Linked DNA regions of Mus musculus: all the other regions are linked to region 2. Evidence: chromatin contacts called from public HiChIP or PLAC-seq data. All regions are on one chromosome and are shown on one strand. The core of a region is the stretch at or near the end of the contact, and the rest is flanking DNA. Distances in the headings are between cores, read along the strand shown.

What was found. HiChIP or PLAC-seq counts read pairs in DNA pulled down with a chosen protein or histone mark.
Region 1: an H3K4me3 HiChIP or PLAC-seq map of fetal liver shows a contact between it and region 2, with 6 times the contacts expected there. The contact joins the enhancer-like site here to the promoter of Mrps16 in region 2. A contact is called at or near these places in 1 of 39 promoter capture datasets (second pharyngeal arch cranial neural crest), 1 of 484 Hi-C or Micro-C datasets (reprogramming fibroblasts) and 3 of 115 datasets of contacts at active chromatin or transcription factors (double positive thymocytes, fetal liver and pancreatic cancer cells).
Region 3: a FOXA1 HiChIP or PLAC-seq map of pancreatic cancer cells shows a contact between it and region 2. The contact joins the promoter of Plau here to the promoter of Mrps16 in region 2. A contact is called at or near these places in 3 of 39 promoter capture datasets (cranial neural crest, liver and stem cell-derived epiblast-like cells), 1 of 484 Hi-C or Micro-C datasets (the G1E-ER4 cell line), 1 of 115 datasets of contacts at active chromatin or transcription factors (pancreatic cancer cells) and 1 of 9 other capture datasets (adipose tissue).

What each region holds. Positions count from the first base shown.
Region 1 is chr14:20,882,847-20,886,281 of GRCm38.p6, reverse strand. No RefSeq gene overlaps it. Among named protein-coding and RNA genes, the nearest start is that of Gm30212, 3.9 kb to the left of the region's middle. Within about 2 kb of position 1,406, at least 21 of the 459 cell types and tissues checked have an H3K27ac peak or open chromatin away from gene starts, as enhancers often do. A contact at or near this core is called in fetal liver, where this site is marked.
Region 2 is chr14:20,391,902-20,395,379 of GRCm38.p6, reverse strand. It overlaps Mrps16 (mitochondrial ribosomal protein S16), which reads left to right and starts at 1,746. Exons shown (of 3, transcript NM_025440.3): 1 at 1,746-1,899; 2 at 3,227-3,478. The coding sequence starts at 1,887. It overlaps Cfap70 (cilia and flagella associated protein 70), which reads left to right. Exons shown (of 29, transcript NM_029698.1): 27 at 365-466; 28 at 700-747; 29 at 979-1,190. The coding sequence ends at 1,059.
Region 3 is chr14:20,835,035-20,838,288 of GRCm38.p6, reverse strand. Plau (plasminogen activator, urokinase) reads right to left here and starts at 1,627. Exons shown (of 11, transcript NM_008873.3): 1 at 1,555-1,627; 2 at 1,154-1,240; 3 at 649-679; 4 at 404-511. The coding sequence starts at 1,210.

The DNA.
Region 1 (3,435 bases), core at 157-2,656, 490 kb before region 2:
TCACCAGTAAGCCAGCGCAGGAGAGGCTCCGGGAGAAGATCAAACATTTGAAGCCAGCCTGAGCTCCATAGCAAGACCCCATCTTGAAATAAAACCAAAAAGCTTTGATGGAGGGTGGGGTAGAGTATGTCCTGGAAGAAGAGAAGCCAGAGACAAACTTTGCCTGCCTTGTAGTTTAGCCGAGTCTCCTGAACACCGAGGGTGGGTTATTTCTTTGTTTATACATTTATTTTGCAAGAGTCTCACTGTATAGCCCTCACTGGCCTCGAACTCACTATGCAAATCAGGCTGGCCTCAAACTCATTATCTGGCAGGATAATGATCTGAATGCCTCTGCCTCTCAAGTGCTAGGATTAAAGGCTTGTACCACCATGCCCATGTTGGACTATTGGGCTTCGTAAGAACTTGAGTTAACGGGACAATTCTGTTTATCCTGAGTCTTGAGCTTGTCTCTGCTCCTCATTTGGAAACTGAACATACCCCAGGAGAGCAGATCTGCCTCTTTTAAGGGAAGAGAATCACAGAAGAGTAAACTCAGGGTGGCGTGTGACTCAGGAACTAGTTGTGATGAGAAGCCAGTGGTACACACCCTCCTCACATGGCAGCTCTGCCTGCTGCCTTCCTCAAGAGGAACAAGAAGTGGATGCTCTATGTCTGAGGGGTTTTTTGCTTTGGTTTTTTTTTTTTTGTTTTGTTTTGTTTTGTTTTTTTGTTTTTTTCTTCCAATAGCTGCAGATACTGATGGCCTATTTTTGATCTGTTCCTGTCACTGTCTCCTCCGTGGAGGGGACAGTTGGCCCCACAGGTTGACCGCTGAGCTTGAGCCTCAGGCTGGCAGGGAGGCTGCAGCTCAAAACACCGGGGCACCCAGGGGAAACATTATCCTGCCAGAGCCGAACAAGGAACTGAGTGTTTAGAATAACTTCAAGAAAGTCGTGGGCGTTTCCTCTGTCAGGGAAACAAGAAACCACAGTGAGATAATGGATAGCTATATTCAGGTCACAGATTATCAGCTGCCACTGCTGCTTCCTGTTCAGAATTCGATGAAACTTTCTAGTCACTGAGCCTTGTGGGTACTGTGAGGGTGAGTGCTATAGGGCTTCAGAGTTCTGCCTGGGGCTCTGGCTTAGCCCAGAGGTGGGAACTGGGTCTTTTTGGGGGCTGGGTGGGGGGTGGACAAAGCTTCACATGTCAGTCCTTATTTGTTTGCTGTCTGTTTTGTTTTGTTTCTGAGGCATGGTCTTATGTAGGCTAAGCTGGATTCAGACTCTATGCACCAAGGATGGCCTTGAACTTCTGCTCCTTGTATATCTACCTCTTGAGTGCTGGAATTGCCTGTGTGCACCACCACAGCCAGTGTGTGCTGTGCTAGGGATAGAACTGACGACTTCCTACAAGTTAACCAAACCTCCTACCAGCTGAGCCACACCCCAAGCCCTGGGATCCAGTTCTTAAAAGAGAAGATGGTGGATAAGGGACCAAGAGCAAGGGTTATTTTTTTTTTTTTTTACTACGTTTACAGTATTTGTCAGGCTCTTGAGCTACGAGATTTCCGTGCATTCGCCTGGTTGATTCCAAAAACCACCTATGAGAAAGTAATGTCCATACGTGACAGTGCCACACCTGGGAACCAGACCGGGACTTTTCTATTTTCTCCCTCCTCTGTCCCCCCTTTTCTTCCTTCCTCTCCTCTTTCTTTCCTTCTTCCCTCTTCTTCTTCAACTTCTCTCTCTTTCTCTTTCTAATTTACATACATTTCTATCATTCCTTGGAGTTCTGTCATTCATACCTCTTTCCAGAAAATAGTTGCTGCTGCTCTGACTCCCAGACACACTAATTTTTAATATTTGTTTGTTTGTTTATTGGTTTTAGGAGACAGGATTTCTCACATAGTTCTGGCTGTCCTGGAACTCACCAAGTAAAGCAGTAGGGGTTCAAACTCAAAGATCCAGTGCCCCCCCCTCCTGAGTGGGATTAAAGGTGTGTGCCGCCACCACCACCTGGCAATAACCAAAGGTTTTGGCTTCTGTCCTCCAGTGTTGGTTTTTACTCATTCCTGAACTTCAGACCAGTATTCTTGTATCCAGCTTGATTTTCTTCACAAAGTCTATCTGAGATGTATATATAGTGTATGTACCACCATGTTGCTCCAATTTTACTACCAAGTAGCATTCCATTTTGTGAATTTACACTTCAGTTTATTTATCTAGTGGATTTGGATCCCCTGCCCCAGTTTTAGGTTATTTTGAATAACACTGCCATGAACAGTCTCCTTAGTTGGGGATATTTAACATTTTATTAAACACTGTAGTGTCAGAGATATGGGGGCCATCCCATACTCCCAGAAACCCTAGACCAGTGTTCTAGTTCTTTCACACTCTTGACAACACACAAAATTATTGTTCTGTTCATCTCAGCCGTTACAGTGAGTGCAAGAATTGGGTCTTTCTGATTCCAAAGCCTATGCAGCATTATAAAATCCTGGGGTGGAGCTCCTGCTGTATGTGTGGCTCTCTGTGGTGGAGGGGAATGAGAGAACAGAGAGATGCACTCCTGGCAGAAGGAATGGAAAGGGACTGCTTAAGACAGCTGGGTGCCAAGAAGCCAGCCTCCTCTATCATTTCTTGATTGGGTGCAACATGCCATTTTCTAGGAACAGCACTGCTGGAGAAAGCTCTCTTGTGGCTTCTGGTACAAAGGCATGCCAAGTGTGTGGCCAGTATGGTTAGAGCCTACTGTAGAGTCAGCCCTGTTCTTCCCTAAGAGCTTGAAGTGGTTCAGGCCAGAACATCAAAGGACCATCAAGGATGGGCCAGCCCCAAGAGGCACTGTGGTGCAAAGAGTAAAAACCTGACTGTCCTCCACTCTGGCCTTCTCTGTAAGTCTTACTATTGAGTGGAGGCAAAGACACCTGCCTGTATTCAATGCCACATAGGTCTCTTCAGGCTCAGTTCTGTTTCTAGGTGCCTACTCCCTCAGTAGACCCTCTCCCCATGCTCCATGTTCACCATGCTGACCTATTCGGTATTAACGACATCTCATGCTATAATAAGTGTCCCCATGGAAAGTACGTGCCCCATCGATGCCCTTTTTGTCAGTTGATCTGGTAGACTCCTCATCCCTCAAAACTCAGCTCAGGAAATATGTTTGTTGTGAAACCTTTTCTAGTCACTCAGTTGTTCTGCTGAAAGATGGATGAACCTATACATTGTATTATACACCTCCTGACTCTACACTGCTTTCTCACCAGACTGTGAATTTACAGAGGATGTGTCAGGTGCATAGCAGGTTCTCAGTAAACATCTATTGACTGGGTGAGTAAATTTATGATTGAATGAATAAAGGAAGGAATCTTAAATGAAAATTAGACATGGAAACACTAAAAACATAAAAATTAAAACACTATCATCCCTCAAGGTAAAATATATATGCAGG
Region 2 (3,478 bases), core at 497-2,996:
AGTGAGGTGGGAGAGGTTGCCTCTGTGGGCCCATGCTGAGGCACCCCTTCCCCCTGAGGGACCAGCCACACAACAGATACAGTATAGAATAGAGTTTATTTAGGGCATGTGTAAGGGAGTTGAGAAAGTAGTAGAGACAGAGAAAGGGGGGGGGGCGGGGAGGGAAGAAGAGGAGAAGAGGGAAGGCCAGAATCATTGAGAGAGAGAGAGAGAGCAAAGAGAGGAGCTCCTTTCATAGTAAACTAGGCATACCTGGCAATTGCCAGGTAACCGTGGGGTGGAGCCTAGAAGGAATTCTAACAACTCTACTATGCTTAAGTGGAAACCAATTTGGACTGTATCTCCTAACTCTCTCTCTGCCAAGCTGGAGGAGCTCACGGAAGCTGAGGATGCTCTGTCTGAAGCCAACGCGTTGAATAACTGCAACGCCGAAGTGTGGGCCTATCTGGCTCTGGTCTGCCTGAAAGTGAGTGTTTCTTATTGTCCCTTCACAAGGCCCTCTCAGGGGTCAGGTGAAGGCCCAACTAAGAAAGAAAGGTAAGCTGGCTGTTAGCACACAGCAACTGAAGTTGGAAGAGTTCCAGATTTGTCTCTACTGATGACAAGGAGAATGTTCTGGGCGGTTCCTCCTTGAGATGGATGTGGTCAGTAACCTCCGATTCACATTTTACTAGGAAAGATGTTAATTGCTTCTTTCAGGTTGGACGACAACTGGAAGCAGAGCAGGCTTATAAGTACACAATAAAGGTATGCGACAGCTGATTGCCATTCTGAGAGTGTACAGACCATGAGAGCGCTCAGTGCCTGATGAATTCCCACCCAAGATCCAATACATTCCAATTCTTTGAGAGCTTCCATGGTGTCGAGAATACAGGAGAGGCCCATCCCGTCCCCACAAATCTGGAGCCTCTTAAATTAGGGGTCTTCAAAGTCACCTGGTGTGTTGGACATAACTTCTTCCCTGCCTTGTTTCTGCAGCTGAAACTGAAAGACCAGGCTCTACTTGAAGAAATCCACACTGTACAGGAAATGGTTGGTTTTGGAAATCCATCTTTCTGACAGCCTTACAAGTGGATATTTAATATGGAGCCCCAAGCACGTTTCCTTTCCAAACTGTCACCAGATGAAGCCTGCCCATCCCCACCCCTTTAGTTCACATTAAAAAAATATAAACCCCAAACTCAAAATTTATCATGTTTCTGGAGTCGTATGTATAGCACATTATATTTTATATGCTCTTATGTACATGTAGCTAATTAATAGCCACTATTTGTGGGTAGATATCTGGCATAATGGTGTGACTATTAGAATTACTTTTTAAAGTTTATCTGATCACCTTGTTGGTAAGATTCCCTGGAGGTGCACAATTGCCAAAGTTCTGGACCAATGTTACTGGGGCTTGGAAATTAAGGCAACATCTTCAAAGGTGGGACCAGAATACAACTGTGCTGTGTCACACACAGTTGACAGTGGGTAAGAGAACAGAGGATATTCCGGAGGCGGGGGAACCGTCGCAGGATGGAACGGCCTGCAAGGAACTCAGCACCGCCGCGGACAGGAAAGTCTCCCGCACGCCGCAGGCACTCAGCTGAAGACCGCCAGCAGCCCACGCCTACAGACACGCCTCTTCCGTAGCAGTCAAGGATCAGTCACCGGCGCCCTGTGGCACTCCCGGCGCTCGGTTGCCCTCCCGTGCGCATTGGAAGAGAAAGCGGAAGGGGCGGGCCGATCGGCCGGAGGCTTCCGCAGAGGGCTTTCCGGCTCTGGAGTGGTGCGGACGTCGCGTCGTGTGCCCGCCGGCCGCTTGGGGGCGCTCTTCCGGGCTTCAGGCTCTGTGCCGCGGGGCTGTGCAGCGGGACAGCTGGAGAGCCGCTCGCCCAGGCACCATGGTCCAGCTCAGTGAGTGCGCGGGGCTTCCGGGCGGGCGTGGGCTGCGGCGACCCGGGCTAGGCGCGGCCACATCGCCTTCCAGCGGAGCTTCGTCTCAGTCCGTCTCGCTTTTAGCAGTGGTCTCACTGGGTAGCTCTGGCTGGCCTGGAACTCGCAGCGTAAAGACGGGCTGGCTTCGAACTCCTTCCTAGACAGACCTTTGCCTCTGCCTCCCAAAGGCCCTGTGATTAGAGGCGTGCGCCACCGCGCCCAGCCTGTCTCAGTTTTTTACCACACATCGTAGAAATCGTTTTACAGATGAGGCACCTAAGGGTAAGACAAGGTCATGGCTTAGTAAATGGTGTTAGGGTCCGAGAATTTGGAAATAATCCAATATGAAAACCAAGTTTAAACCAGCAAGCTTATTTTAAAAGCTAATATTTCGGGGAGACGGCTGGGTTCGGGGTCCAAAACGTGACAGCGTGGGGCAAGACAGGACAACCTTTTAAAACATAAAAACCACAAATTGGATGGGCTAGGGACCACATGCATGGTTTTCCATACCTGTCATTTTAAGTGGGTTACTACCGGTCAAGTACCTCAGTTGGCTTTTTTTTTTTTTTAAACTTTTTATTAGGTATTTTCCTCATTTACATTATGCTATCCCAAAAGTCCCCCATACCCACCCCCCACTCCCCTACCCACCCACTCCCCCTTTTTGGCCCTGGCGTACCCCTGTACTGGGGCATATAAAGTTTGCAAGTCCAATGGGCCTCTCTTTCCAGTGATGGCCGACTAGGCCATCTTTTGATACATATGCAGCTAGAGACAAGAGCTCCTGGGTACTGGTTAGTTCATATTGTTGTTCCACCTATAGGGTCTCAGTTGGCTTCTTAACTTGGCCTGGATTGAGGCCAGCCAGTCAGAGCCTATATAGTGGCTGGTTGGTTTCAGTCCGGACTAGTTGCTAACCAACAAGGCATAGGGTGAGATATTGTGGCCTAAGTTCATATGGGGCGCCTGGGGCCAGAAGCCATTTCTGGGAATTCAGCTGTTTCTTAGAATTTATCTTAGTACAAAGTGGAGACTATTTACAAGATGGAGTCTCCAAGGGTAAAGTGGACCCCAACCTCGGCAGGACTGTGTTATGTGGATTTGGAAAAAAGGAGGTATGTCTGGTCTGGAGGGGTTAAGGAGGAGTTTCACCCACACGATTGTATCTAAGCTGGATGGGGCAGGGCATAGATTGGAAGTGAGAACATTGCAGTAGAAGGAGGAATTGTGCCTTTACCTTATATTACCTTATATTTTGAGTCTACTAAACATTTTTGCACCCTAACGAACTATTTCTCTACAGCAACCATTTTCTGCAAAGCCTACCACGGAGGCCACCTAACCATACGCCTTGCTTTGGGTGGCTGCACCAACCGGCCTTTTTACCGCATTGTGGCTGCTCACAACAAGTGCCCCAGGGATGGCCGATTTGTGGAGCAGTTGGGCTCCTATGATCCACTACCCAACAGTCACGGAGAAAAACTAGTTGCCCTCAACCTGGACCGTATCCGGCATTGGATTGGCTGTGGGGCTCACCTCTCTAAGCCTATGGAGA
Region 3 (3,254 bases), core at 378-2,877, 440 kb before region 2:
TTGCTTATTTTATGTGTATGAGTGTTTTTCCTCCATGTATATCTGTACACCATGTATGTCACTTGGGCTGGAAGAGGTCAGAAGAGGGCATCAGATTCTCTGGGACTGGGGGTACAGATGGCTGTAACCCACCTCTATGGGTGCTGAAACTCAAACTATAGGATGTCTAGAAGAGCAGCCAGTGTTCTTAATCACTAAGCTGTCTCTCTAGCTGCGCCTCGCCCGCCTTTTGAGACAAGGACTTACTATGGAGGCCAGGCTTCAGTCTCCTCCTAAGTGCTGGGGTAACAGACCCACACCTCCAAGGCCAGCTTCTGCCTGCTTCTGCATCCCACCCATCTGTCCCTGTTCTAAGATCTCTGGTCCTCCCCCACTCCCACATTCCAAGTCCAAATCCCCATACCTATCTCACAGTGCTCCCCCTGGAATTTCCTTGGGCAGCTGCATCGGCGAATTCTGGAGAAGTACTTGTAGGACACGCATACACCTCCGTTCTGACAGCCACAGTTTGCTAGCAAATGCAAAGGAGGGGTAAGCAAGGATCAAGTGGGGAGCCAGCCTTTCAGCAGGGACAGGGAGGGTATGTCTCCTAAGGTTTTTCAAGGGTCTCTGTGCAGCCAACTATTGTGCAAGGAAGCAGATACTCACATTCATCAGGAGCTCCAAGTACACTGCCACCCTGCAAGAGATGAAGGTGACATGCTCTAGGGAATTCATGTTCAGGATAAACAGGTCCCCACCTCAAAATCCCTTCCAGTGATATTCATTCACTCATAATATTCTCTCTCTCTCTCTCTCTCTCTCTCTCTCTCTCTCTCTCTCTCTCTCTTTCTCCCACCCCACCCCTGTCTGTCTCTCCCCTTTCTGTTTATTACTAGCCAGCACCCAGACATGGACTGACTCAAGCAAACTTCACACAAACCAGGTGCCCTTGGGCTAAGGCACTCCCCGTGGCTTCTTCCTCCCTTGCCAGATAGTGCAAACCTCTTTGGGTGCACAAGCCCTCCGCTGATACATTGTCCTATTTCCTGGGAAAGCCTGGACCTGCCTTTGATGCCTAAGTTCCCCGTGCAGCCCCCATTTTTCCCCTGATGCTGCTTAAGGGATCCTGCAAGCCCCTTCCTGATGGTGCTAAAGCAGCGAGACCACTCACTTCAGAGTTTTTCACCACCAAGGCGCAGAGGAACAGGCTCGCCAGCCAGACTTTCATGGTAGTGCCGCTGGGCTCTAGACAGCAGTTCTGCAAAGGAAGGAGAAGTCAGGACAAGAAGCGGAGCAGCTTGAAGGTGGCAGAGTTACTACAGACCAAGGGAAGCCACTCCAGGTGTCCTGCGGGGCAAGCCATCAGTGACCAACCTCCCCAAGCCGGGCAGTCTCTCCCCTCTGCGGGCTCTGAATCCGCACAACACCATGGAACCTCTCTGTAGAGGGGCGCGAAGGGCTGGAGTGGTGACCTTGCCCACAGTTCCGCCAGCCAAGGTAGTGGGAAGGGAGGCATGCGGGAGCCCTGGCTGCCTCATCCCGCTAGGCTTGCTTCAGACCAACAGCACTCACCGGTGACTGCAGCGGAAGGGCGCTGGCAGACACGCAAGGACTGGATGGATGACAGACAGAGCTCTGGGGCTACAGGCTCTGCTCGGCGCTGCTCGCCCTTTATTAGGGCCCGCCAGAGCCCTGGCCCCGCCCAGGTTTGCTGGAGGGCGGCTCTCTCTCTCTCTCTCTCTCTCTCTCTCTCTCTCTCTCTCTCTCTCTCTCTCTCTCTCTCTCTCTCTCTCTCCTTTTCCTTTTCCTGCATCCCACCGCAACTGGACCGCGCTTGCTTCCCAACTTTGACGAAGTCACGGAATTTCCAGCTGAGCAAACTTAACGCAGTCTGTCTGGATCGAGCGATGATCCGGCGGCTTGAACATTCTTCCTTTCTTTCATTCACCTAGTGCGGCCCCAGTGTAGCGTGGTGAGGGCGCTCCAGCCATTGGCTCGCTGATCTCAAGCCTCTTCCTTAGTGGTTTAATCAGTTCTTCTCCAACCTGTCCCCCTACCTGCCTACGACACTGATTCAGATGTCTGATAGAGGGGTATAAGTCGCAGTTCCTTTACAACAAAAAATACCTACTAACAAAGGCTCCCACATGTCAAATGCTGAGTTCTCCAAATGCCACTAATGCAAGCAGTGAATCAGAAGACAAGAGTGAAGTTTGTCGTCAGGGAGTGTAATACTGTCATCAGAAGGTGAAAGGCAAGGTCAGATTTTATTCAGATTTGCTGTTTGGTTTAAGGTCAATCTTTGAAAGACAATTTTAAAATTTATGGCAAGGGCCAGACTTAATGGTGCACGTCTTTTATCTAAACACTAGGGAGGAAGAGGCAGGTGGATCTCTGCGAGTTCAAGCCCAGACTAATTTACATAGTGAAATCCTCAAAAATAATTATGATTTTTAAAAAAGCAGTAATGGTTACTATGTTAGGATTGTGGGAGCAAAGTCTTGGCACAGCAGCTGCTATGGAAGTGTCAATGGGTCTTTTGAAAAATGCCTATAATGAACAATCCATTTATTTGTCTGGAAAAGAATACAACCAATACAGAGGATCATAGATCAGGACTGAGTGCATACCTCACTGGTATTGTGGTTGCACACAGACACAAATAAGCAATCAAGGGGGGGTGTCTTTTTTTTAAAGATTTATTTATTTTATGTATGCGAGTGCACAGTCCTCTCTTCAGACACACCAGAAAAGAGTACCAGATCCCATTGTAGGTGGTCATGAGCCACCATGTGGCTGCTGGGAATTGAACTCAGGACCTCTGGAAGAGCAGTCAGTGATGTGAACAGTAACATGAACAGTACATTGTAACAGGATAGAAAAAAAAAGCAAGGAATACTCAAACCTCGTTAGTGTGGGCTATCAACATGCAACAACAGTGGGGGTGTCTGCTCTTCCCTTGTAGTAGAGAGGCTGTGGGTCTGAAGGAAAAGATAAAAGGAATGTTTATTTTTCACTGAATACTATTTCACACTGTTTTAAAAACTTTAAACACGTCCTCGTATCAGCCATTCTAAAAAAATAATTACACATTTTATTTTTGGGTGTGAGCCTAGCCATCTCTTCTGTTGCCAATTCCACACTGTAAATGCACTTGTGTTCAGCATTTTACATCATCACGTTAAGACGAAAACAATTATTTATCTAATAATTTATCTAATAAAATAGGCTTATATAAAGACAGGTCATGTATAAATGAGCCCTGAACATCT